2 separate regions of the Mus musculus genome follow, and region 2 is linked to region 1. The links are chromatin contacts, called in public ChIA-PET maps. All regions are on one chromosome and are shown on one strand. Each heading gives the region's core, a stretch centred on a gene start, on an enhancer-like site or on the middle of the called end of the contact. The rest is flanking DNA. Distances are from core to core; before and after follow the strand shown. Region 1 has its middle 96 kb from the start of Gm30799. Region 2 overlaps Sipa1l1 (signal-induced proliferation-associated 1 like 1).

Region 1 (4,153 bases), core at 787-3,286:
ACACACACACACCACACACACACACACACACACACACACACACCACACACACACACACACACACACACCACACACACACCACACACACACACACACACACCACACACACACACACACACACACACCACACACACACACACACCACACACACACACATACACACCACACACACACATACATACACCACACACACACACACACACCACACACACACACACACACACACACACACACCACACACACACACACACACCACACACACACACACACACACACACACACACCACACACACACACACACACCACACACACACACACACACACACACCACACACACACACACACACACCACACACACACACACACACACACCACACACACACACACGACACACACACACACACACACACACACACACACACACACACCTAACTAGTGCTTGGGGAACTGAGGAAAGAAGGGGACTGTGATCAGGATGTAAAGTGAAAAAATAATTAATTGAAAAGAAATTAAAATGAGAAAAAACTAACCAGTGTCTTAGCCATATACAGACTTTGGTGTGTGAGGGGAGTCACTATTTCCTGAACAATTCTGTATGACACTGTTATGTATTGTAGGTAATATGAAGAGGATAATAATAATTTAACGTATTCTGGAGGATATGTGCAGGTTATATGCAAATTCCATGCCATGTTTACTACAGGACTAAGAGTTTGTGTGTTTGTGACAGGGGAATAAGGGTGGTGGGTAGGTAGGTCCTGGCCACAGGCCCTCTGGTGTACTGAATGGCAACTCAATATAATTTTTTAGATTGAAACGGGAACTTGTGTTTTAATATTATTATTTTCTTCAAGTTTCATGAGAATCTCTGGGAAGTCTCTGAGCAGCAAGGTGAGATGATCTGACTTATGTAAGCTCCACACGCTACATCAAACATGCAGATTAGATATTAGTGGCAGAGTGCAGAGTAGGTAGACTACATGGAGACTAAGAGGGGGCACCATTGTGACAATCGGGTGGGGAATGGCTTGAAGCAGAGAGGAAGAGTTACCACGGGTGGACACGTTCTGAAGGAAGGGCCAACAGTATGGATTCATGGTTTGGATGTGTGCTGTGAGAAAACAGAGAAGTTAAGAATGGCATTAAGAAGTTTCCTCTGGGTTTCTGGAACTCTGGGAGGGCAGCATTCACTGAAGTGGAGGAGATCATAGCACACTGGTTTTGGGGTGGAGGATACCTTGAGCATTCTAGTTTTAGATGTGAGATGTTTGCATATTGGGGTGCTGAGTAAGGATATGGATGGACAGTCTGGAGTTTGTGGGATGTGATGACTGGCCTGGATGTGTAAAATGGGTAGCGGTCAGTTTGCCATAGTCACCAGACTGCTAAGGTCTTGAAAGTCATCACCAGCGTGGTAAGGTCACCATGAGGTGAGAGAGGATGGCATGAGGGGAAGACAGATGTCCATGGAGGTGTGAGACTAAAAGGCTGAATGGTAGGACTGACTCTTCATCAGAGGTAAGGAGCAGAAAGAGTTTCCAAAGGTGAGTCTGCTTGGCTTCGTCCCTGCTGCCAAGAGGTCCAGCCAGGTGAGGACACACAGAGTTTAGGATGAGATTTCATTGCTGTTTTTGAGGATACCAGTTCCCACGGAGTAGCCAGTGAGAGGCTGCTCCCAGTGGCTGCAGGAGAATGGAAGGGAAGGGAGGGAAGACAGCAGGGCCTCAACACGCTCTCCCCAAAGACTCTAGATTTGAAATGAAGCAAGGGCAGATGTGGAATGTAGAAAATGCCTTACTTTTACCATGGTACATGTCTTAGCTAGGGTTTCCATTGTTGTGAAGAGACACCATGACCAAGGCGACTCTTAGAAAGGACAACATTTAATTGGGGTTAGCTTACAGGTTCAGAGGTCCAGTCCTTCATCATCAAGGCAGGAAACATGGCAGCATCTGGGCAGGCACGGTGCAAGAGGGGGAGCTGAGAGTTCTGCATCTTGTTCTGAAGGCAAACAGGAAGACTGCTGTCTTCCAGGTAGCTAGGAGGGGGGCTCTCTCACTCTCACAGTCACATACTTCCTCTAACAAGGCCACACCTCTTAATAGTGTCACTCCCTGGGCCAAACATATTTGAACCATCACAGTGCATATTACAGAATGCCTATAAGTCCATGGAAGAAAAAGCTTCAGGAGCCGGGGAATGGCTCAGTGGGTGAGGTGCTCTCTGTAGTTCCGATCCCAAGAACCTATACGGTAGTGTTTATCTGCAATCCAGGTGCTCCTATGGGAGGCAGAGATGGGAGGATCCTGGAAGCTCCAGGGCAGGGCAGCCTGGAGGGTGTAGCTCAGCCATAAATGACAAAGAGAGAGACCTTGCTTTAAACCCGGTCAAAAGAAGGTGGGGACTGATCCCAAGTGTGTCCTCTGAACTCTATACACAGCGAATGAAAGCATCCCGTTCATACGCATGTGCAAAAGAGAGATGGTTCACTAGAGAGGGAAACTTCTCTGCTCTACGCCAGTAACGTACAGTTACAGAGTCGATGTCCCTCAGTTGGAGAGGATCAGGGTAGGACACAGAGCAGGAAGTTAATCTCAGCTAAGATCTGAGAGGTTGCTGTCAGTGGCAGAAAGCAAAGCAGAGAGCCTGTGTCCCGGCAGGGTAAATCAGATAGAGTGTGCAGGCACACGCAGACAGGCGGAGTGTCCAGGAAGGGGGTGTGTTCAGCTTCTTTTTTTCCTGTCCTCTTTGTTTCACAGATGAAAGGAGCAGGGGCGCTTTCAGTAACGCGCAGTGGTTTGGTGAAGGGGACCTCGTGACATTTGTCTTTATAGAGTGGAGAGGGAAGCATGGTGGCTCCTCTGTAATTTAACACAGGAAGCTAATTGATTATAAAGCAATTGCTGTTTCAGATGTATAACGAGTACTGTTCTGTAGCTGGGAGAATAAGGAATCCCACGTTAGGGCAGAGTTAAACTACATGGAGCTGAAGTAACAAACTCGTCACTTTTAACCAACACTGGATTTTGGAATCCGGCGTCCTTCATCAGGGCCTCATAAAAAGTGCTGAAAAAAGTTAATAGATTTGGCTAACACTTGGGTGGACCGTTTCAAAGAGCTCTTTGGGATTCGTAAAACAGGTGGCCTTCAGAATAGTGCAGTGTTGGTCAGCCATTGTTTAAGGGCCAAACTGTTACATTACTGAGTAAGAACTGATTTATAATATCCAGGGGTGTTAGGAAGGTCTGATCCGTAAATAGATGCATGGGCTGATGGTGACATGAGATGACTTGGTGGGTAAAGGGACCTGAGGATTGGAGTTCAGTTCCCAGAATCTACAGGATTGGAGGTGAGAACAGGTTGTGTGCTATATGCCTCTGACCTCCACATGTGCAACGTGGCATATAAATGTCCACACCCACATATGTGCAAATAAAGACATTTTTAAAAACATGGTTCAGTTCCTGATAAACTGTGAACACAATGCCATTCTATCTTCCTTCCTTTCTTTCTTCCTTCCTTCCTTCCTTCCTTTCTCTTTCTTTCTTTCTTTCTTTCTTTCTTTCTTTCTTTCTTTCTTTCTTTCTTCCTCTCTTTCTTTCTTTCTTTCTTTCTTTCTTTCTTTCTTTCTTTCTTTCTTTCTTTCTTTCTTTCTTTCTTTCCTTTCTTCCCAGTCGCCTTGGTGTAAGTACACATTAATTCGGTTTCTCTTTTACTTGAATTGACATGTTTATTTATACAACAAGGAATGTGCTCTAAGTTAGTATACAAACCAACTGCCAATAGCACATGCCTTTTAAAATTATTATTACAGGACAAGTATTTTTGTTGTCTGTGTTGTTGAGACAAAAGAAGCTTGGATATAAAATTATCAACCTGTAGCAAAATATAGTGAGAATGGCCTCCTACAAATGAAACGCTCATTTGCCTTTTTACTGTTCAGTGTAAAAGGAGAATATCTGTCATTTACTGGAAACTTTTATAGGTCTGAGTGCTACAGAATTGTAAAGCTGCAATAACTTAACATGTGGGCTACCCCTTGGTTTTTACAGTCTTAGTGTAAGAGACAGTAAATTTCTCAAGGAGCCTCAATTATTAGTGGCACAGAACCCAAGCCCCACTCTCTTGGCTCTAGCTACTATTTTTAATCACT
Region 2 (4,153 bases), core at 801-3,300, 180 kb after region 1:
CTTCCTACAGGACACTCAGTGTTGTGTATCAGTGGCTGCTGCAAATAGAGGCGTGCCGAGCCTTCGTTCTAGCCAGGAGAAGAGCCGACTTGAAACAAAAAGATTCAGACGAAACCATAAATGGAACTGGTTGTGGAGGTGCACACCTTTAATTCAGCATTTAGAGGCAGTGGCAAGCTCTAATTCCCGGCTGGCCTGTTTACATAATGAGTTTCATGACAGCCAGGGCTACATAAAGAGACCATGCTTCAAAAACAAAAACACATCTCCCCCTCCCCAAGCATAAATAGGTTAGCTTGTTACAGGAAATAGTATGGCAATACAGACACTAAAGTGTATTTTCTAGTCCCAGAACTACTGCTAACACTTTTGTACTGGTTTTAAATATAGAAATAACCATGTGTTCATTTGTGTACGTACTTAGTTCAGATAATCTTTCGTACCTATTTTGTGAGTTCTTCCCATTTGGTTCTGAGGGACTCCCTTAACACAGACAGGCTGAGGGTCAGGACTGGGAAAGGGGTCACTGCTCCACCAGGCGGTGTCTCTGTGGCATGGGAGGGTAGCAAGCAGGGTAGAGGCACACAGAGTAGACTTCTGCCCTCTTGCTAGCTATAGAATCTAGTTATTGTTATTATGATAAATGAGAAATCTTTAAATGTTGATATTTATGATTAAAACTTGTAATCTTTAATTCCTTTGCCTCTTCTTCCTGGAACTTCTTTTGAGTTGATAGTTGAATGCTTGGATTTGCATTTTAAAATGTTATTTTGTTGAAGCTGTGTGGTGAATGTGTGGTGTGTGCACAAATGATGTAGCTATGGATGCTTATGCAGATGTCAGAGGAGGACGTAGGCATCCTGCTCCATTACATTTGCTGTATCTCTTCAGGCTTCTTACTAACCTGATATCCACCATTGGCTGGATTGGCTGGCCAGCAAGTCCCAGTGACTCTCCTGTCTTGGTCCCCACAGAAGGAGTTGCAGGCCCAGGCCACTGTACTCAGCTTTCTCTGTGGAGCTATTTGAATGGTGACCTGTTACTCAGTTCTGTGTTCTGAGCTTGGAGCAGTGTGGCAGTTCTACTTAAACAGCCCTTTCACTGAGTTTGTTTTTTTGGGCAGTTGTATTTTTGTTTTCCTGTGTTTCTCCTGATAGTGTTCCCTCATCACTGTCTTGTGTTTGCTCTTCTCCCCACTTTAGTGGTATTATTTTTAGATTTTTTTTTTCCTGAGCTTTCTTCAAGTTATCTGTGTCTCTGGAGTTGCGTATTCTACTTTTCTTCTGTTTTGTTCTTTGTGGTTTTTCTGGTTGTCTGATCCTGTTTTCAACACAAGTGCAAGTGTGACCTGAGTTCTTCCGAGCAGCTCTGAGGGGCTCTTGCTCCAGTGTGGCCTCCCCTAACACAGACAGAGCTAGCACTGGGAAAGTTGTCACTGTGGGGTGAAAGGGCAATGAGCAGGGGAGGCAGGAGAAGGCCTGACTTGTACCTTGGGAGTACCTCCTTCCTCCTTCCTCCTCCCTCCTCCCTCCTCCCTCCTCCCTCCACAGTGCATACAGCAGTGTTTGCTTCCCTGTCCCCTTGAGCACTGTTAGCCTTTCATCTTGTCCTGTCCATGAAGGAGCCTTGCCTGTCCTCCAAGCCTTGCCATCTTCCAAGCTCAGGCCCTCACAGAACTCATTCAGTCACCATGATGCCCTTGTTTCTATGGGACACTATAGGGTTATATTTTGCCACAGCAATCAAAACACACCTCAGCAACCAGGACCACAAGTTAGATTGCTTGTAGAATGTCTTATAAGGGAGTGTTTGATACCAATGTGTATTTTGAGATGAGGGACTTGGGTATTCTATGTAGCATTGGGTATGATGGCTGAGAGCCCCCCCCCCCCCGCGCGCGCGCGCGCGTGTGTGTGTGTGTGTGTGTGTGTGTGTGTGTGTGTGTGTGTGTGTGTGTGGCTTTGTGCTATTATTCTGCAGATACCCAGTAATGAGTGAGGTTCCTTTTCTTCTCTCTCCAGGAAATGAGACCTCAAGTAGCTGTGTGGTTATAGTGGTTTTGTGAGAATGAACCAACCACCAATTGATCTCTGTACAAACAGGAACCCCTCACTGTGTCTGATTTTCACTATTGTGAACTCACATACGCGTGTGGATGGATTTGCTAAGGCTGAATTCTAGCATTGCCTTAGCTACTTTCAACTTTTTAACGTGTATTGGAATATAGTTTTTGAAAGATAATAATTAGACATTTGCCAATAAAAACCTCATAATTCTGTAACTCGTTTCCCCTTTATTAGATAGTTTTATATTTTTTCTGTTATAATTTGATGGAGTTTATTAAGGTTAACATAACTTAATAATAAAATTTGTTTTTTGTTGGCAGGTAAGGCGACTGTTGGGGTGTGCTTAAGCAAATGCCGTTTGCTTTTGGTTGTTTGGTTGTTTGATTGATTGATGGATTGAGTTTTGCAGTTCTAGGGATTGAACCCAAAGACTCGACATTGCTAGGCAATCACTCCTTCCTGTAAGATTTCTCTCCACTCCTTGAAAATGTTTTAAGTGGCAAACCTTGATTCAGCTTTTTTTTCCCCACCTCTCAAGCCAACCTCCCTCCCTCTCTTCCTCCCTCTCCTTTCTCTCTCTTTCCAGTCAGGGTTTCATTATCTAACCCAACTAACTAGTGATTCTCCAGCCCCATGTCCCCAGGACTATGGCGTAGCCCACCATGCCTACTGCCCCATTTTCAAGAGTTGCCTGTCGAGATGACTTGGACCCTCCGAGTGCTGAGTGCTTTATAGCTGTGGTGCTCACTCTTGCACAACAGAAATCACAGCCTCAGTGCAGTCTTTGGGACAGAACCCTGGCATGTGGCCAGCCCTGCACGCATGTCCCCATTGGTTCCCTGCCCTTTTAACTGAGGTACCCGGTCCTGGGTTTCCATGAAAGGTCAACCTTTACAATTAGAATAAGCTCTTTGGGGATGAGACAGGAATTCTATGCGGCATGCTTCTCCAGAAGTTTCTTTAAACAGATGGCTTTTAAAAAACCTCCTATCCTGCCAACTTAATTTTTATTTTAAAAGCAGCTGTTTCCCACCTCATTTCTGTTGCTGTTGTTTACAGTCGTCAGTTCTTCTTGCGTTGTCTTCTCCAACACTGATACCATTGAAAGAATGCAATACACAGGGACAGATAGAACAGGAGTGAACGGCTTCAGGAAACCCGTGCTTTGCTCAGGCTCCTTCCGAGATTCGCTCAGATTCTCTGGCGAATGGAAATATTAGAAGTTAGAGTTGATAGGGTAAGCTGTCCTAACAGTGGCCTGGCTAGGAACCCACCAGGCGCTCTGCTTCGTGAGATAGCAAGTGTGGAGTGTGAGAAAGGGTGAGCTGATTGCGATTTGGGCTTGTACAGTGGCCTGAGCCCTTGTCTCCTAGTAGGACCACTCACTGCTGGTGTTTGCAGCTCTACCCCCACCATGTCACTTACTGTCTTTTCTAAGGAAATGGGGGAGTTTCAGCTGTTTTTCTGTGGAGTCAGTTTGGGGAACTCTAAGATTAGAGTTACTGTGTTTGTGGCTTTGACATGTGTTGCCATGCTGGTTCCTGCAATGCTTGCTGTCAATCCACACTTCTGGTCCCAGTGTGAGGAAGCCCTCTACCAAGGGTTTCATTGTGTTGTTGTTTTCTTTAAACCCCAGAAGTTGATTGCAATTGTGTTAGGCAGAAGGTAGCTATTTTATTTGGTTTGTCATAACTTGTGGTTTTACTGTTTATTTTCCCTATTTAAAACTTTTGAGTTGATGATTATATGTAAATATTTAAGCCACAAATTATAATTTTATAAATTATTGGGTAAAAATTAAGATGTATCTTAACTGTTCCTAATTGTATTCAGTCTAAAGTACAATGTCCATAAGAAATACTAACCCAGATAACAAACACAGAAGCCAGCACGAGCAGTCCAGAAATGGCTGCTTGAAGGCCTTGAGAGTCAACCTTCCTTTTCTCCTTTACAGTTAAAGTGCCAGGTGTAGCCTTTTTGACTGCACATGTATGTCTAGTAGCTTGTAAAAAATGAAGTGACTGTATTTGACACAGTTACTGGAACTCTCAACCATTCTCTTTTCTCTTTACTAATGTCAAATACTC

What was found. ChIA-PET counts read pairs in DNA pulled down with a chosen protein or histone mark.
Region 2: an RNA polymerase II ChIA-PET map of memory CD8 T cells shows a contact between it and region 1, with 857 read pairs. The contact joins two enhancer-like sites. A contact is called at or near these places in 11 of 39 promoter capture datasets (the 3T3-L1 cell line, 3T3-L1-derived adipocytes, the C10 cell line and 5 more), 1 of 15 datasets of contacts at CTCF or cohesin (pro-B cells), 12 of 484 Hi-C or Micro-C datasets (CD4 T cells, CD8 T cells, the G1E-ER4 cell line and 7 more), 22 of 115 datasets of contacts at active chromatin or transcription factors (CD8 T cells, the NIH/3T3 cell line, the SCID.adh cell line and 16 more) and 3 of 9 other capture datasets (adipose tissue, liver and pancreatic islet).

What each region holds. Positions count from the first base shown.
Region 1 is chr12:82,163,750-82,167,902 of GRCm38.p6, forward strand. No RefSeq gene overlaps it. Among named protein-coding and RNA genes, the nearest start is that of Gm30799, 96 kb to the left of the region's middle. Within about 2 kb of position 2,037, at least 10 of the 459 cell types and tissues checked have an H3K27ac peak or open chromatin away from gene starts, as enhancers often do. A contact at or near this core is called in memory CD8 T cells and regulatory T cells, where this site is marked.
Region 2 is chr12:82,348,236-82,352,388 of GRCm38.p6, forward strand. The region is part of intron 2 of Sipa1l1 (signal-induced proliferation-associated 1 like 1); the gene reads left to right. Among named protein-coding and RNA genes, the nearest start is that of Sipa1l1, 39 kb to the left of the region's middle. Within about 2 kb of position 2,051, at least 51 of the 459 cell types and tissues checked have an H3K27ac peak or open chromatin away from gene starts, as enhancers often do. A contact at or near this core is called in memory CD8 T cells and regulatory T cells, where this site is marked.